Linked DNA regions of Gossypium arboreum: region 2 is linked to region 1. Evidence: chromatin contacts called from public Hi-C data. All regions are on one chromosome and are shown on one strand. Each heading gives the region's core, a stretch centred on a gene start, on an enhancer-like site or on the middle of the called end of the contact. The rest is flanking DNA. Distances are from core to core; before and after follow the strand shown. Region 1 overlaps LOC108457317. Region 2 overlaps LOC108456877 (protein CASP).

What was found. Hi-C and Micro-C count contacts between places; a contact is called where the count stands out from the background.
Region 2: a contact with region 1 is called in a Hi-C map of leaf, with 7 times the contacts expected there. The contact joins two enhancer-like sites. A contact is called at or near these places in 2 of 5 Hi-C or Micro-C datasets (both in leaf).

What each region holds. Positions count from the first base shown.
Region 1 is chr9:45,041,549-45,045,463 of ASM2569848v2, reverse strand. It overlaps LOC108457317, which reads right to left. Exons shown (of 14, transcript XM_017756308.2): 11 at 3,854-3,915; 12 at 3,544-3,624; 13 at 3,330-3,409; 14 at 2,123-3,204. The coding sequence ends at 3,126. Among protein-coding and RNA genes, the nearest start is that of LOC108457317, 9.8 kb to the right of the region's middle. Within about 2 kb of position 1,628, at least 2 of the 2 cell types and tissues checked have an H3K27ac peak or open chromatin away from gene starts, as enhancers often do. A contact at or near this core is called in leaf, where this site is marked.
Region 2 is chr9:45,772,006-45,775,920 of ASM2569848v2, reverse strand. It overlaps LOC108456877 (protein CASP), which reads left to right. Exons shown (of 19, transcript XM_017755607.2): 16 at 1-59; 17 at 696-775; 18 at 1,451-1,543; 19 at 1,629-1,847. The coding sequence ends at 1,689. Among protein-coding and RNA genes, the nearest start is that of LOC108456877, 17 kb to the left of the region's middle. Within about 2 kb of position 2,265, at least 2 of the 2 cell types and tissues checked have an H3K27ac peak or open chromatin away from gene starts, as enhancers often do. A contact at or near this core is called in leaf, where this site is marked.

The sequences.
Region 1 (3,915 bases), core at 379-2,878:
TAATGTAGCTCTTTTATGAAAAATGATTTACCATTTTTAAAATATTATCAATTTGAAGGAAAATTGGCTTATTTTCAATCCTCCTATAAGCCATTTTTCACTGATCAAGCTATTTTCCATGAAACAAATATAAGAAAATATAGAAAATATTTTCCATAAATCATTTTCCGTAAAACAAACGCACACTAAATTAATGTTATTTCTATTTTTCATTTTCTTTAATATTATCTATTTGAGCATTCATGTCCTAACACCTATTCAAAAATCAAATGTGGGTAATGAGATATAATGCCTCCAAACACATGGAAAAACTTAACAGAAACAAAAATAAAAAATAAAAAAATCAACATACATGCCTATATCTAACACTTACATTCAAATCTGAATAACTTTCGAATCATAAATATTTAAGAAATTTGGGATTTCACCTTTCATCTATCATTAGCTTTCTCAAACTCTACTTCCTAAATTTGAATAAAGACTTTTCAAAATAAATAATTATTCACAAAAACTAAATAAATAAAAAATAATGAAAGCTTGTATCTTTTAACCAAAAAGACAATAAAAAAACACTGAATTGCAACCATAAAGACTACCAAAAGAAAACTGTGATGGGATTTGAAGTAGCCAAAAGACACATTTTTCCCTAATATATAACCAAAGCAACATGAATCTTCAACTACCTATTAGAAGCGAAAGATATAGCAAAATCCACGAAAATTTTTCTACCTTTTTTCTAGCTTCTGCTAATATAGTTGAAAAAACATGGTGGATACTAACAATTTGTCATTTAAAATCATCAAGTGAAGAAAATTTTGTGAAATTGCAGGAGACATGATTGTATAAAAGAAGGTAGTGGTGAGAGGATTTAGTCACCTTTATGTCAACACGCATGCCAGAAAGAAAGCTACAAGAAAATCACAAGCAATGCTTATTTTCTAAGAGCTATATTACTTCAACATAGATGTGAATGCCACATATGTCAGCATGGTAATCGTTAGATTTATTTTTTTTAAAATTTCATGTATTTGATGGATGCTTGAAAATTAAATTTGTACATGTGTTAAATATGAACCGGATACTTCTATATATATATATATATATATATAAGTCGAAGCCATTCGGTTTGTGGCACATTCTTCCCAGATTGGTGGAGGCATTGAACATGTAGTTAGAGGAAAACAATAGGTATGCTGGGTCACATAGAACATATACGAATGATGTAGATATAAACCATGTGTTACCACCTTTTTAGGTTCTTGCTTTATGGGGACAAAATCCCATTACCATGTATGATTTTATTTTTAATTTTTTTGGGTTGTTGGGCTCATTTGTGGTAGTTTTATGGTTTACGAAGTGTACAACCTTTTTTTTTTTTTTGAAATACACAAAGCGTACTCGAGGCTGCAAGAAATGTGGAAGAAACAACGACAAGGGCTTGCTTCCTTTGAATTCATCCCTCTTTGCAACTTTGAATTTGGGGTTCTTTTGTGATTTTGATCGTCTACTATTTGATTTAATTATGAAAGATTATTTATTAATATATTGAGTTTAAAAGAAAAAGAAAGGAAGTGTGGGTTATTTGCAGCTGTAAAGTAGCAAGGAAGAGGTGATTAGTTGGGCATGGGATTCGAGGTTATTAAATATTGAGGGCAATGTTTGAAGTGATGTCTGATGAGTTTTAAGGTTTTATTATATCTGCATATTTGCCTTTGGGTAATAATATGTAGGTTTTGGCTTCATCTCGTATAGATTGGAAATATGCAGAAGGTTAGGCAAATGATGTCCTTGTCTCAATGCAGGCAGTTGGGCATATTAGTTTGGCCCATGAGGTCCGTGTTCCCTTCCCTGCCACCGATATTTGTAGAGCATTTTTCTTTTCATGCCATTCTGCTTATTTCCGTTTTCAGAGTATGAACTACACCGGATCCATAAGTCAATTCGATTGAACTAAAAATTGACCAAAAGATCAATCTATAAAAATAATCTAAAACCAATTAAATGAAAAATCAATATGAATAGATTGACGACTAGAAAACTTATTGAACTGACAGTTGAATCAAATTCTTCTAATTTTTTTAATCAAACTGATTAAATCATTAAACTAAACAAGATCAACCGATGAACCAATAATTTGATTGATTTAACCACCAATCCAATTTAAAAAAAAAAAAACATTGATTGTAACATTTTGGAAAACCTCCCATTAGGATTTATGCAAAGCTCTATCTTTCCGTAGTTGTTTCTTGGGAGTTCATATTACACTCATTATTATCTTTCTATTACATTGAAGAAAAAGAAAATGTGATCATTATGGCACATTCAAGACATGGGTCAAAAATAAAATTATGCTGAACTCCTTATAAACCAAATGAAGATTTAATATAAAACGCCTTCATGTAAATGTTACTTTTTAAATAGAAAAATTGTTAATGTCCGATTTAAATAGATGATGCGGCCGAATCTAAAAAACAGTCGACCAAAGTCCATTTTCAAACATAACCCAGATTCCGATAAGGCATTGGCTTCAGTAGGAGACGACGGATATTCAACTCTGCTCATCTCTCTATTACACTATCAACCAATAAATGCCAAATCCACTGCTACACCAAGAAGCATCACATATTTTTCACATCACCCAATAATTCTTTTTACTTCTCTCCATAAGTTTATCTATTAACCAACTTCAGGTCTGGTCTTGGGCACAATTACTATTTTATTCATCCCAACTCAAAAAGTAACAAGTTAGAAAAAAGTTGAGAAAAAAGCAAAAAAGGAATAAATGAATACACAGAATAAACTGGCAAGTAGTATTAATTCTACAGTTTTACAATTTTTTTAAAAAAAAAAGGACCGTAACTTGTCATTCTGCACTACTGATCCAATAAACAAGCTAGCAAAACCTTACAACCCATGTCAGAATCTCATTCCTATCATGAAACTATATTTACATTTCCTGTAATTAGATATAAAATAACGGAGAAAAATCTTTTTGTACTTATAGCATGTATATTCTATATCTTTATACTAGCTCACGTCAATTCAAACTGGCAACACTCTAGTATGAGAACTTTATAAAAACATCTGACCTGTTAGGTTATTTGATATTTGCTCTGCACTTCCATTTAAACATCGTATACAGGTAAGCGTTCTTCAATGGAGACCCGACAGATAGGGCATTTTCTACACTTCTCGCAGCAGGTACTGCAATGCAAAGGAACTGATGAGCTTAATATAGAATAATAAAATAATATCTGATTAAGAGAGAAAAGGATTGAGTTTCATTTGGATACATCTTTAAATGCAATCACATCAAAAGGACCTTATACCTGCAAAGAATACGATGCCTACAGGGGAGCAAAACCACACTTATCTCTCTCTCAAAGCACACCCTACATAACACTTTTTCCTGGACATTACATAAAAAACACGCATGTCAGCAACAAGAATATATCTCAATCCACCTTCATTAGGCTCGTAATGCAGGGTTTAACAATTAATTATTTGACCCAATAAAGCTGCAGTGGTAAAGTTGAAAATTACATTTTGAAGCCTCTCAAACTCCTGCTGACTATATTTGGTGATTTCTGATTGCTCACCAAGAGCTGCCTGAAGCCTCCAAACCTGAGATAAAAGGAACCGTATAAATTATATTTACATGCAGAAACAGTAATTAAAAAATCTTGGAATTGCCAGTATATCGCACTGAGACAGTGCCAAACATAAAACCATAGCACCACATTAAAGAGGAGAAAAAAAATGTAAGAAATGTGGTACAAACTAGAAAATAAAAGAAAAGAGATACAGTAACCAAGTCAAAAACAGAAAGGAACGTTAGGAGAACCATCATCACCTCCTCAGCTAGATCCTTTTTAGGCATTTTCTTAACTATCTCAGGTGGATAGCCAGAGAAGG
Region 2 (3,915 bases), core at 1,016-3,515, 730 kb before region 1:
CCAAGTACAAGAAGATATATGAGGATGATATTAATCCCTTTGCAGCATTCTCAAAAAAGGTTGGTAAACTTGAGCTCCATTCATGAAATATGTAGCTCTGTCAGGTTCACATATATCATGCGATCTAGTTTGGTTTTGAACTTAGGCATGTAGAGTTCCCTTTGTTGTTTGATTCATCACAAATTTACAATATTTTAGAAGAGAAGAAACTGTGGGTGTTCACAGGCTTTTTTTTATTATATGAACTAAATCAGCTTAATTTTCTTAGTTACATATCTTCAAGCATAAATCAGATTTTATATTTGTGCCATACATTCCATCATACATGCAATGAATGATCTGATAATTCTGGTTTCTTTTGGAACAATGCTCAAATATTCTCTCTTTGCAAGTATCAAGACTGATTCAAAATAAGATGTCGATACACACCCTTGTACGTTGCTATGAGACATTTTTTTATCAGGCAAATATAAATGAAGAAGAATTGTCCTTGTAAAGCTTATTTTAGTTGGGAACAAAGTTGAACAGCCAAGAAATGCAAACTCTCAGCTTTTTACCATCCATGCCAACTCATATGAGAACATCAAAATAATCCAGTTAACATTTACATTCATGGAATCTTCGAGTTCAGGTCACATTTTTATTCATGCTGTTTGTTGGGCATAATAGAATAATCAGTTTCATTTATTACATAGGAGAGGGATCAAAGATACAAGGAGCTGGGCTTCAGAGACAGAATCACACTCAGCAGCGGACGTTTTCTTCTGGGAAACAAGTATGGTTTTGTTTCATCATCTATTGCATATACAGTGTATAGTATTCTTTATTTGGCAGGATCTCTTGTCCCATTTCTTGCATTTTTCTTTTCGAGTGTATACACATTTGTAAAGGTGGCAATCACGCTGGTAGATTTGGGGTGTCTAGCATTGTGAGGAGTTTAGGTCTCTGTCTTCTTTCCACTTCATTTTTTTTCTTGAGGATAGTCACTCTTAAGCGGGTGAATATAGGTTTCACGTAGGTTGGGTATGTCTTTAGTAGGCTCAACTTTTTTTCTCGTTTTACTTTGCAAACAGCAAACCGAATGGTAATTGGATCTGGGGTTTGTATCATTTAAGGCAGGATGATTGTGTAAGGTCGTTGACTTCATTCAAATGCTTATTATAGGTCAACTTTGGTCCGAGTGTCGTTCCCTGTCTACAAATGTGCATTTGTAAATGAGCAGAATTTCTATGTGCATGTACCTTTACATTCTTTTGGGTGTTATAGCCCTTGTATATATCAAATAAGAATAGTAGTAGCACATTTTTGTTGGGCCGTGGTTAAATTAATGTGGTCACCATTGTATAAGGGAGTCTGGAGCAATTCTCTCCGTGACGTGTGGACGCAATAATACCTGCTTGCTTAGAAAATTTGTTGATTTGCTAATGAAATACTTGGTTTGTAAGTGCAGGTATGCTCGAACGTTTGCATTTTTCTACACAATTGGTTTGCATATCCTAGTGTTTACTTGTCTATACCGAATGTCCGCTCTAAGCTACCTCAGGTGATAATGTGCCCTAATCATTAATATAACTAAGCCAGATTTCCTTTCAGATTAATCTGACTCCAAGTATTTTTTGTTAATGCAGCCATGGCTCTGAGGAAACTGCCGTCGTTGAGAAAAACTTGTACCGCCCGCGTGGATATTAGTGACATCTACCCTTAGCCATTTCTTCATTTATGGTTTGTTCTTGTGAGAAGAATATGGCATTGAAATTAAATTTACAAACTTAATAAACTGTACATGTAACACAATCATGTTATGTTCAAAATAGCTAATACTATACATCCCTGTCTTTCGATCTTAAGTTTTTGCTCAACTTGATTTTTTACGCCATTCTAATTCTAGTGCACGTATTTTTCTTTTAAAAAAATTGAGATTGTTGTCTTAAAAATGGAGGTGAGGAAATTCGATTTCAAAATTTTTCTTTTTGAGGAAAATGCCAGCTGATAATAATAATAAATTAGGGGGAAATACAAAGTCTTGAAACTCGGAAGAGAGAACGCAAAACAGCAGGTTGAAAAAACAAAACTATCGAAGAAATGAAAAGTCTGGGTAATCAAAGTCGCAAAGCTTCAGCCAAACATTTCCGTTCTTCACTGAGTAGACATTGAATCCAACCATTAGCTAGTTCAAGGCGTGTAACACCATACTTTTTACTTATTTTAATATTGGATTTATTTTTTTCTTCTTATTCGTGAATACTATAAGTGGGTGACCTTCACTGTTCTTTCTTTTCTTTTCTTTTCTGATGAGATTACTTTGGCTTCTTCACTCTAGCTTCTTTTCTTTTTTTCAATTCTTCATATTTTTTTCTTTTTCCTTAACGTTTCTTCTTCATTACTCTACTATTTAAACTTTAAACCCTTCTAGATTGAGGGTGGGTGAGGCAGAGCAGACGCTGCTATTCTGGGGCTGAAGAATCTGACGGCCTGATGGGTGTGGGACTGTGGGGCGTGAGGGTCACGGGTAGATTTAGGACATTAGCTTTTAGTTTTCGAAATTTTAAATTTATTTTCATTTAGTTTTTTCTGCTTTGGTCTCATAGTTGAAAAGAACCAGACTTTTTTTATTATTGGGTCGTTTTTCCAGCTTGACCTAACCCAGGGAGTTCAAAATTTCCAAAAGCCAGTTCGACCTGTTTTTCCTGATACTCGGTTCAAAAGGATTTTTTCTGTTGAACGGACCGGTACTTTTCCGGTTTTTTGTTCGACCGGCCGGTCTGGTTTGGTTTTCACAATATTAGTATTTAGCCTTTAACAAACATGCAACAAACGAGTTCAGATTAGCTAACAATCGCCAAGCTTGTTTTGCTAAGAGAGCAACATTAAGCGTTTATATTTTCATATTTATGAATTGGTTTGATCCTAATTAGAAGTTCTCAACTTTCAAATATGATAGATGTTGTTTCTATATTATTATAATATTTTTATTTGAGTTGGTGTAATAAGTTAATTATAAATTAAATTTGTGAATATTTAAAAGTTATTATTTAATAAACATCTTTACTATAATTAAATTATTGACTAAATTAGTGTCACAAGCAAGATAGCCAGTACTATACCAGTAGATTAATCACTTTTTGTTTGGGTACTAATGTCACGGGCCAGAGTTCAAAGCCCGTGACCATCGAACCGAATGCATCCGATGGAGGTCTATTACTTAGATGGAGATCATTTGGCCCACGACTTGGAGAAGCCTGTCAGATTGAAGCCTGGTTGGCCCGATAGCGAAGATATGGCAACTTAGGCAACTATGGTAACTAATCTTTAAAGATAGAGGGAATCATATCTTGTAAAGATTAGATAGGATTTGATATGGAAGTATCTTGTAAAATCCCTTAAATTAGGGGATTGGTTAATCTCGTCCGTCGATATAATTGTATCTTGACCGTCGGTTTTGGGGGAGCTCAAGTATAAATAGAGAGCCTCCCCCTCATTTGTACTCACTCCATTCATTGTTTCATTATTCTTTGTGAATAAGAGAATAGAGAGCATTTACTCAAACACTTTGCGAGCGTTCCTTTCTGTTGTTCTTTTTAAGCTTCTTTTGGCACAAGTTTGCTTCATTTGTCTGAGTTGGTGCTTTGGAGGAGTTCTTAAGGAATCCTCATTCGAGTAAAAAGTGACTTGGGCGAGTTTGGACGAAACAAATCGCTAAGGCCGCATGGTCTGAGACGAAAGGTCTAGCCCGTGACAAGTGGTATCCGAAATGTTGGTTCAAGGCCTTTGTTGGGATGTCGAAAGAAGAGTGCGGACAAAGGAGGGCAAGAAAAGGTTTGAGGAGATCTTTGTCGGCGATGAAGGAACGTGTGGATAAACTCGAGGATCCATGGAGGGCGTAAATGAGGCACTCGATGGGTTCGAGGGTCACAT